3 separate regions of the Mus musculus genome follow, and all the other regions are linked to region 2. A link is a contact called in public HiChIP or PLAC-seq and capture Hi-C data. All regions are on one chromosome and are shown on one strand. Each heading gives the region's core, a stretch centred on a gene start, on an enhancer-like site or on the middle of the called end of the contact. The rest is flanking DNA. Distances are from core to core; before and after follow the strand shown.

The links. HiChIP or PLAC-seq counts read pairs in DNA pulled down with a chosen protein or histone mark. Capture Hi-C pulls out chosen DNA fragments and counts their contacts.
Region 1: a contact with region 2 is called in an H3K4me3 HiChIP or PLAC-seq map of the SCID.adh cell line, with 15 read pairs. The contact joins the enhancer-like site here to the promoter of Pbk in region 2. A contact is called at or near these places in 5 of 39 promoter capture datasets (cranial neural crest, embryonic stem cells, liver and 1 more), 1 of 484 Hi-C or Micro-C datasets (the G1E-ER4 cell line) and 8 of 115 datasets of contacts at active chromatin or transcription factors (the SCID.adh cell line, acute myeloid leukemia, embryonic stem cells and 1 more).
Region 3: a contact with region 2 is called in a capture Hi-C map of embryonic stem cells, with 4 times the contacts expected there. The contact joins the promoter of Scara5 here to the promoter of Pbk in region 2. A contact is called at or near these places in 16 of 39 promoter capture datasets (the C10 cell line, HPC-7-derived erythroid cells, cancer-associated fibroblasts and 10 more), 1 of 15 datasets of contacts at CTCF or cohesin (embryonic stem cells), 18 of 484 Hi-C or Micro-C datasets (the N1E-115 cell line, embryonic stem cells, muscle stem cells and 8 more), 15 of 115 datasets of contacts at active chromatin or transcription factors (bone marrow-derived macrophages, craniofacial prominence, embryonic limb bud and 5 more) and 4 of 9 other capture datasets (adipose tissue, embryonic stem cells, liver and 1 more).

Annotation. Positions count from the first base shown.
Region 1 is chr14:65,628,991-65,632,789 of GRCm38.p6, reverse strand. All of the region lies in intron 12 of Nuggc (nuclear GTPase, germinal center associated), which reads right to left. Among named protein-coding and RNA genes, the nearest start is that of Gm30245, 12 kb to the right of the region's middle. Within about 2 kb of position 2,414, at least 28 of the 459 cell types and tissues checked have an H3K27ac peak or open chromatin away from gene starts, as enhancers often do. A contact at or near this core is called in the G1E-ER4 cell line and the SCID.adh cell line, where this site is marked.
Region 2 is chr14:65,803,728-65,807,690 of GRCm38.p6, reverse strand. Pbk (PDZ binding kinase) reads right to left here and starts at 1,780. Exons shown (of 8, transcript NM_023209.2): 1 at 1,557-1,780.
Region 3 is chr14:65,664,553-65,668,390 of GRCm38.p6, reverse strand. It overlaps Scara5 (scavenger receptor class A, member 5), which reads right to left and starts at 1,988. Exons shown (of 9, transcript NM_028903.2): 1 at 1,645-1,988.

The DNA of each region.
Region 1 (3,799 bases), core at 1,165-3,664, 180 kb after region 2:
GGGCTGCTTTGTTGACACCTTACAGGTGGTGTGAGTCTGGGTTCAGTCTTGCTCATGTCTGAATACTCAGTCTCTTAGAAAGAAACAGCACAGTTAGCGATTGGATGTAGGGACTTATTTTTCTCCCTATGTCTCCAAGTTTCTATTTTGGCAGTTATCTCTTCACTGTTGGGGTGAGGAGAGCCATCTTATTAAAGAGAAACCTGTCCATTTCTGTGACAAAACATAATTTTAGATGGGCATTCCAAAGGTCTGCATTCTAGACTGGGAAGACAAATGTTTAAAATTTGCCAAAATGCCTCCTTTCCAGTCTTCACGGTGTTACTACATTTCCTGTTATGTTCAAATGTGAAATGTTCCCCCATAGGCTCGGCTGTGTGAACCACTCATACCCACCTGGTGGTGCTATTTGCAGAGGCTGTGGAATCCTTTGGACATGGGGGCTATGTGATATACACAGGACCCTAGGTCAGCAGACATGGACCTTAAGAGTTATAGGACAGCCTCCCATCTACTCAAAGGTCTCTGTTACCTATTTGACCCCCCAAATATGAGCAAGCTCAGCTGCAAGTAGCCCACCACCATGGAGAGTGTATGCCCTGAACAGGGAGCCAGAATAAACCTCCCTGCCTTAAGGTTTTTGGGTTTTGTTGTTTTCCCTGCTGGGTATTTTGTAACAGCAACAAGGAAAGTAATCAATACAGACTGAGATTCTGAGAGCAACTTGGGGAAAGAAGCCAATTAAGCCAGCTAAGGTTTACATAACATGGCACTAACATGGATGAATTAGATAAAACACAGACATCCAGGGGGCAAAGAGTCAGCACAAAATGCCTGATACCTGGATGTCTGGCGACCCTAAGACATATATAGTTGGTAATATAATTATTTGGGGCAGAATTTGTCTTCTGTGTGGCTCTATATGAATATGACCTTGAGATCAGACTCCCAAATCTTTCCCTTTGTCAGCCTGTGTTTATCAGCTGGCCTACCTCCATGTGGTCTGAGAGCCAGTCTACATATGTGCCTGTGCCCAACTTTATGGGACCCTTATGTGCGTTCGAGTGCCAGGGTACCTGCCTAGCAGCCCTCATCTGGAGTGGATCAGTAGCTGTTATCTGCCTGTGTGTCCTCACAATCTCTCTGACCTCCAAAGTCCCCTTCTTTCCCTTGCATTGGAACATTGACTTTACAATGGACCAGGACACAAAGGGAGTCCATGGACAGATGAAGGCATCTGTTAGACTTTAAGGACCATCTCTGAGACAACAAAGGCTTGTCTGTAGCCCACTAGATTGTCTATAAGTCAAGCTACCCAGTCATTATTTAAACACATCCCATCTTTTTCAAGACTCAGGAGAAATGCCAAGTATTGTCACCTTTGCCTTTCAATACCTCTGTCCAGGTAAAGTAATCTTCCTTTCTCTTTTACCTAAATGTTATGTTTTTCATCTTTTTGTTGTCATTTTCTCCTCCTAGACACTAAAGGCTTTATATCTTCTTTTGACATAAAAAGAAAAAATATATATATATCCTTACTTACACCTGCACAGGCAGAGTATGAGACAACCCTGGGGCCTTCCTAACTTACACTCGGCTCAGACAGAGTGTGAGACAACCCAGGGGCCTTATTAACTTACACCTGCATAGGCAAAGTGTGAGACAACCCTGGGGACTTCCTAAATTACAGTTGCACAGGCAGACTATGAGACAACCCAGGGACCTTCCTAATTTACACTCCCTCAGACAGAGGGTGATACAACCCTGGGGCCGTCCTAATACCTAAACAGGCAGATTGTGAGAAAACCCTGGGGCCTTCCTAACTTACAGTTGCACAGGTAGACTGTGAGACAACCCAGAAGTTTTCCTAACTTACGATCTGCTCAGGTAGAGTATGAGACAACCCTGGGGCCTTCCTAACTTAATCCTGCTCAGGTAGAGTGTGAGACAACCCAGGGGCCTATGTAACATATTCCTGATCAGGCAGAGTGTGAGACAACCCTGGGGCCTTCCTAACTTACTCCTGCTCAAGCAGAGTGTGAGACAATGCTGGGGTGTTCCTAACTTATACTCTGCGCAGGCAGAGTATTAGACAACCTAGGGTCCTTCCTAACTTACAGTTGAACAGGCAGAGTGTGAGAAAACCCTGGGACCTTCCTAACTCACAACTGCATACAACCCAGGGGCCTTCCTAATTTATACTCTGCTCAGGCAAAGTAGTAGACAACCTAAGGGCCTTTCTAATTTAAACATGCACAGGTAGAGAGTGAGACAACCCAGGGGCCTTCCTAACTTATAATCTGCTCAGGCAGAGTATGAGAAAACCCTGGGACCTTCCTAATTTACTCCTGCTCAGGCAGAGTGTGAGACAACCCCGGGGCCTTCCTAGCTTACAGTTGCATAGGCAGAGTGTGAGACAACCCAGGGGCCTTCCTAAATTATATTCTGCTCAGGCAGAGTGTGAGAAAACCCTGGGGCCTTCTTAACTTACTCCTGCTCAGGCAGAGTGTGAGACAACCCTGGGCCTTCCTAACTTACTCCTGCTCAGGCAGAGTGTGAGACAACCTTGGGGCCTTTCTAACTTACTCCTGCTCAGGCAGAGTGTGAGACAACCAAGGGGCCTTCCTAACTTACTCCTGCTCAGGCAGAGTGTGAGACAACCTTGGGGCCTTCCTAACTTACTCCTGCTCAAGCAGAGTATGAGACAACACAGGGACATTCCTAACTTATACTCTGCTCAGGCAGATTATTAGACAACCTAGGGTCCTTCCTAACTTACAGTTGAACAGGCAGAGTGTGAGAAAACCTGGGGCCTTCCTAACTTATACTCTGCTCAGGCAGAGAATAAGACAATGCTGGGGCCTTCATAATTTACACCTGCACAGGCAGAGTGTAAGACAAACCTGGGGCCTTCCTAACTTACTCCTACACAGGCATAGTGTGAGACAGCTCAGGGGCCTTCCTAACTTATACTCTGATCAGGAAGAGTATTAGACAACCCTGGGGCCTTCCTAACTTACACCTGCACAGGCAGAGTGTGTGAAAACCCTGGGGTCTTCCTAACTTACTCCTGCACATGCATAGTGTGAGACAACCCAGGGACCTTCCTAACTTACAGTTGCACAGGCAGACTGTGAGAAAACCCAGGGGGCTTCTTAACACCTGCACAGGCAGAGTGTGAAACAACCCAGGGACCTTCCTAAATTACTCCTACTCAGGCAGAGTGTGAGACAACCCTGGGTCTTTCCTAACTTACTCCTGCTCAGGCAGAGTTTGAGACAACCCAGAGTCATTCCTAACTTACTCCTGCTCAGGCAGAGTATGAAACAACCCTGGGGCCTTCCTACCTTACAGTTGCACAGGCAGAGTGTGAGACAACCCTGGGGCCTTCCTAACTCACACCTGCACAGGCAGAGTATGAGATAACACAGGGGCCTTCCTAAGTTACTCCTGCTCAAGCAGATTGTGAGATAATGCAGGGGTGTTCCTAACTTATACTCTGCTCAGGCACAGTATTAGACAACCTAGGGTCCTTCCAAACTTACAGTTGAACAGGCAGAGTGTTAGAAAACCCTGGGGCCTTCCTAACTCACAACTGCATGGGCAGAACGTGAGACAACCCAGGGGTCTTCCTAACTTATACTCTGCTCAGGCAGAGTATTTGACAACCCACTGGCCATTATAACTTACACCTGCACAGGCAGTGTGTGAGACAACGCAGGGGCCTTCCTAACTTAGGGTTGCAAAGGCAGAGTGTGAGACAACCCTGTTGTTGGGAGCTGTTAAGAAAACACTATTG
Region 2 (3,963 bases), core at 531-3,030:
AACAAAAAAATACCTAGGCTTAAACATTTCAGCATTCCCTCATATTCTGGACACTCAAAAATGCCTCTCTTCCACTTACCCTGTTTGTACCAAAATATCCTACGTCCCGCCCAGCTCAGTTGTCTAATGGGACTTTTCTTTCCTGGCTGAGATAGAGCCTTAGTCTATACTGTCGTAGATCTGCATATACATTCCATAGGCATTAATTGTTAAATAACTATACTTTCTTTAACCCATATCACCTTTAGGCTTGGGGTTCAAAGGGCACATCTGACAGAGCTGGGGCATCTATTGATGGGCTTTCTAAGCCCCATTTATGTGGGTCTCCCCATTACTTAGACTACCCTGAACTGGCTGTGTACACCAAGCTGACATCCAACACGACATACTCCTGCTTCAATCCCCAAGCACTGAGGTCACATGCTTGGTTACCATGAGAACTGCTTATTTAAGATTTGACTTTTCCCAGGGGCGTGGTGGCGCACACCGTTAATCCCAGTACTCCAGTCAGAGGCAGGTGAATTTCTAAGTTCAAGGCCAGCCTGGTCTACAGAGTGAGTTCCAGGGCAGCCTGGGCTACACAGAGAAACCCTATCTCGAAAAAACAAAACAAAACAAAAAAAAGATTTGACTTTTCATTATACACCTTCCATCACCTATGTGTGTGTGGCAGGGGTGGGTGGTCTATGCACAACAGTACAGGAGCCTGAAGTGAAGGATGGCCTCCTCTGGAATGACATGTAGTTGTTTGTGAGCCACTCCACATGGGTGCTGGCAACCAGCTCAGGGCCTTTGCAAAAGCCCTGCAGGCTCTAACCAATGAATCAAGACTCCAGCGTCCCCCACCCATAACTTTATAATATTAGCACTGCTTGGCTTTTCAAAAGTATCTTTTTATTAGCATATGCTAACTCTACATGATTTCGAGTTTCACTATGAATTTTCATATAAGCATGTAAACATATTTTTTTTAATACCAGTAATCCCATGTATAAAACTCTACCCACAGCCATATTCCCTGTCCTTTCTTTGGTCTCCATTCCCTAGTTACTGGGACCCCAGGCACTCACTACTGCTTCCAGGTTTTGGGGTCCTGAAGATGGATCCCAGGGCTGCATGCATGCTGGGCACAGACTGTACCCAATGAGTCACTGCCCTACCACAGGCCACTTTTCTACTGTGGCCTCACCTTAAAAGCAGAGAAATCCTCCCCCCACCCCCACCCCCCTCCTCCTTCATGGGGAAGGGAGTGACTTTCTCCCTGAACCCCCAAACTTTCCGCGATAAAGGAGCTCAGGGTCAGGGGCTTGGAGGTGTGCGATGGCTCCAAGGGGTTCCCCTATTCTCCATCCACTATCTCCCTGGGTCCTCCCCTAGCCGCTGTGTACCCTCAGTTTGCTGTTCTTCCCCGCAGATCTCCTCCAGGTCCTCCAGTGGAGGCAGCCTCCCTCTCGTCCCCGTCCCTCCCGTCCGCGACCCTCCCCTCAGGTCCTCGATGCTCCACCCCTGACCCCCAGTCTGCCAACCACCTTCGAGTCGGCCAGGCTTTCCCTTACCACGCTCGCACGCTCGGGTAAAAAGGTGAAAGTGACGGGCTGGCTCAAAGCTGTCTGGACACCTAGTCCGGAAAGTGCAGGCTCAGCTCCCTCCCGCCAACAGCGTAACCGCCGCAGCGTTTAGGGCGCGCGCATTTTCAAAGGCCGCGGCCCGCCGAGGGGCACTGGAGTTCTAACTAAAAGCAGTCAGAAGACTCGCTCCAGAAAATGCAGGAACAGCTCCCTCCCGCCAACACTCGCAGTAACCGCCGCGGTGTGTAAGAAGCACGCTTTTTCAAAGGTCCCGCCAGAAGACTACGGGGCGGCACTAGGGTCAAAACTCACGCGTTCGCACAGTCCTCCCAGGTTTACTGGAGTTTCCAGGTTTGATTTAGTCCTAAAAGAAGAAATCTTCCAGAGCGATGGCTAGAAAGACATAGCAAGTGTCAGACAGATGCTGGCGGAAAAACAAAATATATATCTGTTTTGAAGGCAAATTACCCAAATTACAAACACTGCTCAGAATATGCAACTAGGAAGTTTTATTGCAGATATATGTGTCCTTAAAACACTAATTAGAAATGTGTAGATTTTCATTATTTGAGGCTGAGAATAAATATAGAATATTTTGAAATTTTGCTAACTTAAAAAATTATTGCTGTGTTAGTGTGTTTGTGTGTGTGTGTGTTTCTGCTACCCACATGGGAAGATCAGAGGACAACTGCAGAAACTGGCTCCCTCCTTCCCTCCTTAGATTCCTGAGATCTAAATCAGAAGGCCAGGCTCTGGCAGCAAGCTCTTATCCTCATTGAGCCATCTCACTGGCCCAGTTTTGTTAATTCTTGGAATTACCACAGTCTACTTAACAAATATTTTCAGAGCACCTACTGGGTGTCAGGTATCTGCACTTGAGTGCCCACTGCATAACATAATCTACTGTGTTCTCTACAAGAAAAATGAATTAAGTTTAGGAGAACAGGAAGACATTCCCATACCTACTATGTGGCTCAGAGACCATGTGATACCTTAAAAAAGAAAACATACAATGTAATACAAGAAGCACCAAGAGGCCTCCTCAACAGGAACGCTCTGTGCCGCATTGTGACCTCTTCAAACGGTTAAAGAAATTCAACCAGTCTGAGGCCAGATAGATAGGGACATCTTCTTTATGAAGACAGAAGTACACACAGTGGCATGACACGTATGTATTCATGTGTTTATATACATTAACACACTCATTTGTCTACTGACATTATCTTGTAAGACCCCCGAAGCTGGGCCTCCGCTCAAGTCCCGGGATGAGCTGGCCAGCACCCCAGTGGCCCGAGAGAAAACCACACCTGATGCAAACTGCAAGAGGTTTTATTATCAGCTAGCTGAGGACAAAGTCCCTCTGCCATGTAGGGCAGGGGAGTTCGACCCTGAGTGGTGACAGTAGGGGGCTAGCTGAGGAATTGGGAGGAGTTGGGAAGAGTTGGGAGGAGTTGGGAGGAGAGTTGGCTACAGCTCCTTTTCTTTCTGGCGGGGGGGGGGGGGGGGGGGGGGGGGGGGGGGGGTGATGAGCTGCAGCCTCCTCTCCAGCGTCGTCTATCTCCATGTCCTTGTAGGTCTTCCTACAATTATCGCATCTCTGGCTGTAAGGCTCAAAAACAAAAAAGGCGTTTTGCTGGCTATAGAGAACAAAGAGCTTCTTTCTGGCTGCATTTTTAGAGATCAGGGAAAACAAGTTTGGGGAACGTCCAGGGGCCTTACCTTCCAGGTAGAAACGCTCTAAGTCGGGGTCTCACAATCTCATTGGCACTAATACCTATTTTATTTCTATGATTCAGTTTCTCAAATGTTTTCACTTACAAGTTCTCTCCTCTTTCTTTCTTTCTCTCTCCCTCTTTCTTCCTTCCTTCCTTCCTTTCTTTCTTTCTTTCTTTCTTTCTCTCTCTCTCCCTCCCTCCCTTCTTTTCTTTCTTCCTTCCTTCCTTTCTTTCTTTCTTTCTTTCTTTCTTTCTTTCTTTCTTTCTTTCTCTCTTTCTTTTTTAGTATGTAGCCCTGGCTGACCCAGAACCCGATATGTAGATCAGGCTGGGAAGAGCCCTCCAGAGTGCCCTCAGCTGCTGAGCCAACTTCCAGCACCGAGATTTCTTTTCTAAGTGCGGGAGATTTTGCTCAATTTAGAACTATCTGACATCATTCAAGCAAAATAAATGTGTTGTTTATTCCTTGCCCTATAGTAATTAAGTAACTGTTGGAAATCTGTGCTGGGGAGAGGCCATCCTGCAGGCTGAAAGGAGCTCTGTCACACACAGCTATTCAGATAAAATGGAGATCACTCACAGACTCCTGCCCTCTGTTCACCCATCAAAGTCAAAGCCATTTGCATCTGAAACCTTCCTTTGCCTGTTTCGTTGACAAAGAAAAGGACCCTCCTCTTGCC
Region 3 (3,838 bases), core at 739-3,238, 140 kb after region 2:
CCTGGGAGCACTTCCTGGGAGCACTTCCTGGGAGCACTATGAGCAAGGCAGGAAGGCAGATCAATCATTTTGGCATTTCTGGTTTAAAGATAACCTAACCAAGACCAAAGAGGCAAGAATGATAATACTGGAAATAAAGAGTCAACGAGGCAGTAATTAGATGGATGGTTCAGGGGTCTCCACACACAGCACTGACTCCATCATGGGCTGCTGTATCAAAGGTATATATGTATGTCTGTTACTTTCAGTGGCCACCTTCAGGGCCGCTGTAACAGGAGCTGCACTAGGCACACCAGAGGGGCAGCTAGTGCACATCTGTAAGGGCATGAGCAGAGGAGAAGGCTTGAAGGGAAACCTGGGTCACATGGGTGGAACCCCAGGTCCCCTGGTGCTCAAGGAGCCTGGACTTCAGCTTTGCTAATCAGAAGGAAGCCACCCAGGGGTTGTTATGAGTCATTCCCCACAAAGGGTGAGAATAGGGGATGAGCATTGCTTCCAGAGTCATCTGACAGCTGCCCTGGGACACCCTCGAACCCTCTGCACAGGTGCCGGAGGGAGGGAGCTCACGGCACAAGGGCTCCTTTTATTATCTCTCAGTTTGGGAAGGTGTTCTACTTTGCTGACCTGTGATGTGAAGTCCACTCTGCGGAACACCTCCCTGGGAAGGGGGAAGCGAAGAGGACACAGTGAGCATCATGTGAGCTGATACAGGAGCGAGGACCTTTCAAAGCCATGCAAGACAGGGGACAGTCAAAGACTGTAAAATTCTTTCTTCCTCAGCAGATGGGGATCTCAGAGTCCTGAGGACTCCCCATTGCTCAAAAAGTCCCAGAAATGAAGTTGTGTGGGGGTTCCCTTCACAAAAAAGCAACCTCAAAAGTGGCTTAAGACTGAGGTTTGAACCCTGGTTCTGGAAGTTTCTCTGGGAGCACCAAAAGGGCTAAACTCCTGCTGAGGCAGGGAGCTAGATCAGGGGCCTCACTTGCGACTCTGAATCTTTTTCCGTGGACTCTGGTCTCTCACTTGGCAGGGCTTACAGCTTCTCTTTGGACTGCCTGGGTTCTAAAACTCATTTAAACCAAATAAAGTCACTGCAAATTTGGCCCCCAAGAAAAAGTTACTAGATAGGTCTTAAACCTGTTATTTTTCTAACTGGATTCATCAGTTCACCGGGTCCCAACTCACAGTTAGAGAGGCCCAGATGCTTCACTAATAACCTCCTGCTTCATTTGTCCCACCCTGGTGTGTTTACACACATACACATGCCCACGCACAATGCATGCACATGCACCCATGCATGCACCCACACATGCGCCCATGCGCACTGCATACTGTGCACATGCATTTACTCCCTGAATAGGCTCTGGAGCTGTGACATAAGACAGCCAGAGATGCCACTGAAGCCATAGCATCCCTCTGGCATCTGGATGCGGGCTCACACACTACAGCTCTAGTAACTGAGTCCTGGGGCCCCTGTGTGTCTACAGGCTCAGATCCCTCGTACCCTCCCACCTGGAGGCCTGCAACTCCAGGTCCTCTGTCAGCAGGACTTCCCAACTCTCAGCTTCACCAGCACACCGCTTCCTCCATCTGCCCTTGGGACACCATTACCCCAAGCTTCTAGGTCAAAATGTCAAAACTCACCTGTATGCCCCGTGCTGAGGCTGGGCCCTGTCCCTTCAGTTCCCAGCGATTGCCATGGTAGCCAGAGAGCTGACTGCTGCCCCACGAAGACCCAGAAAGTCCCTTGAAGCTTGTACCCACAGCCAGCCAAATCCAGATGGAGTCATATAGAAAGAGTCTTCAGGGTCACCTAGTGATTTAGGCCAGGGCCACAGAGTCACTTCTATGGGAGGATCCGTTCAACAAAGTGGCTGAATAACAGGTCTGCACGTGGGACTCCTTGTCTTGGTGCAGCGTCGGTCAGCCTCAGAAAGCGATCCGGAGATATTCTGTGGAGTCACCCACAGCTCTGCTAGGTACTGACTGGGTGGGAGGTGCTCCAACCTCCAGTCTTTATTTAAAAAAAAAAAAAAGTTCTAAAAGCAACTTCTAGAGGGAGTTTGGACTACGCCTGCCCCCTTGTGGCCATCCTCAGACTTACAACTCTCTGCACAGCATTCCAGCCCTTGGCTTTGGGACTCAGTGATTGTGTTAAAGGCCTTGCTCAAAATACTTTTTGGACAGCTTCTGAGAAAATGGCGGCTAGACCTGGTTTGTGACACACCCAAGGAAGCAAGTCTTGTAAAATTTATTGTAGCACGGAACTGGCGTTTCTCAATTCATTCAGCAAATTTGGCATTTCCTGAAGTTACATCCACTCCCAAAGGACTTGGACAATTCACACACTGGTGCTATTTAGAATAAAGTCTGGGGTGGGGGTGGTGGGCTCTGAAAGAACTTCCGAAGTCAAGATCAACACAATTCAGTAACAATGCCAGTGTCTGTGGAGCACAAAGACTGCATGAGGCACGAGAGAACGGGCCTGGGAGAAGCCCTCTGGTTGGAAGTCTGACTGGACCTCAAAGGACTGGAAACCTCAACACAAACAATTACCTTGTTTTTTTTTTTTTTAAAAAGGAGATACACTAGGGTGGGCGATAGTGGAATCCACAGGACCCTGACCTCTCAAGCAGGACCCGAGCTCGATCCCCAGCCCCCACATAAAAAAAGATGGCGTGGTGGCACACACTGTGACTCCAGTGCTGGGGAGCTGTGGACAGGACGATTGCTGGGCTCACTGGCTGGAAAGCTAGCTTGTTTGGTGAGTTCCAGACCAGCAAGGGAACTCTGTATTAAAAACCCTCAATATAGAACGACATCAGAATTTGACTTCAGTCCCCTCCCCCCATACACTTGTACACATGTACACACATACAGATACACACAATAAAATTAAACACAAATTGGAAGGATTAAAAAGAGATTCAAGCAGGTGTTAAAGAAGCAATGAATTCAGATGAGAACAGTGGGAAGAGAAAGACTATCAGAGAGACATACCCTCCCTCCCTCCCTCCCCCAAGAACCCAGTGTGAGCCACAACTAGATAGATCAGATGATGGGTCTGGACCGAAGTGTGCAGAAGCTAGCATTCATAAATAAGTTCCTGTTTGTTGGCTAAACACAAGAACAGGGTTTCAAGGTCAGATTTCTAACAGGAGAGTCTGCCAAACTCAACTCTGCCCACCCCACAGTACAGCTGCCAACCCTCAGCTGACTACTTAGAAGAGCTTTAGTCATCTTCAGGGACCACCCTCCTAACTGTGCCCAGAGGCAGCTTCTGCAGGACACTGCTTTACAGGAAGAAAAAAGCAGTCTTGTATAAGGAGGAGTAAGAGGAAGAGAAGGAGGAAGAGAAGAAAGGGGCACTTTATGATATTATTTACTATACATGCAGATAATGCATGCACTACTTCAAATATTTTTCGAATACCTATATACTTGTTTCTTGATATCCTCCTGAGGTTGGTTTCAGGACCCTTTCATGGACGCCAAAACCTCAGGCATTTAGATGCTCAGCATAAAACATCAAGGTGTTTGCATCTTTATGGCCCTGCACAGCGTCCAGTCTACTCTAAACCATCTCCAGGTTATGTAGTCTACCCAACACAATGTAAATGTTATTGTGAACAGCTATCATACTGTAGAATTTTGAGAACTAGGGTAAGGATACATTTTATTATTCAGTACAAACCCCGATTACTTAAAAAAATAGTTTTGATCTATAGTCAGCTTCGCTCTGCAGATTTGGATACTGTTAATTCAGGGAGGGACGTTGTGCACATCTTAACAGTCATGTGAAGTAGGTGTAGCTCCTGAAACCATTTACACAGAGATC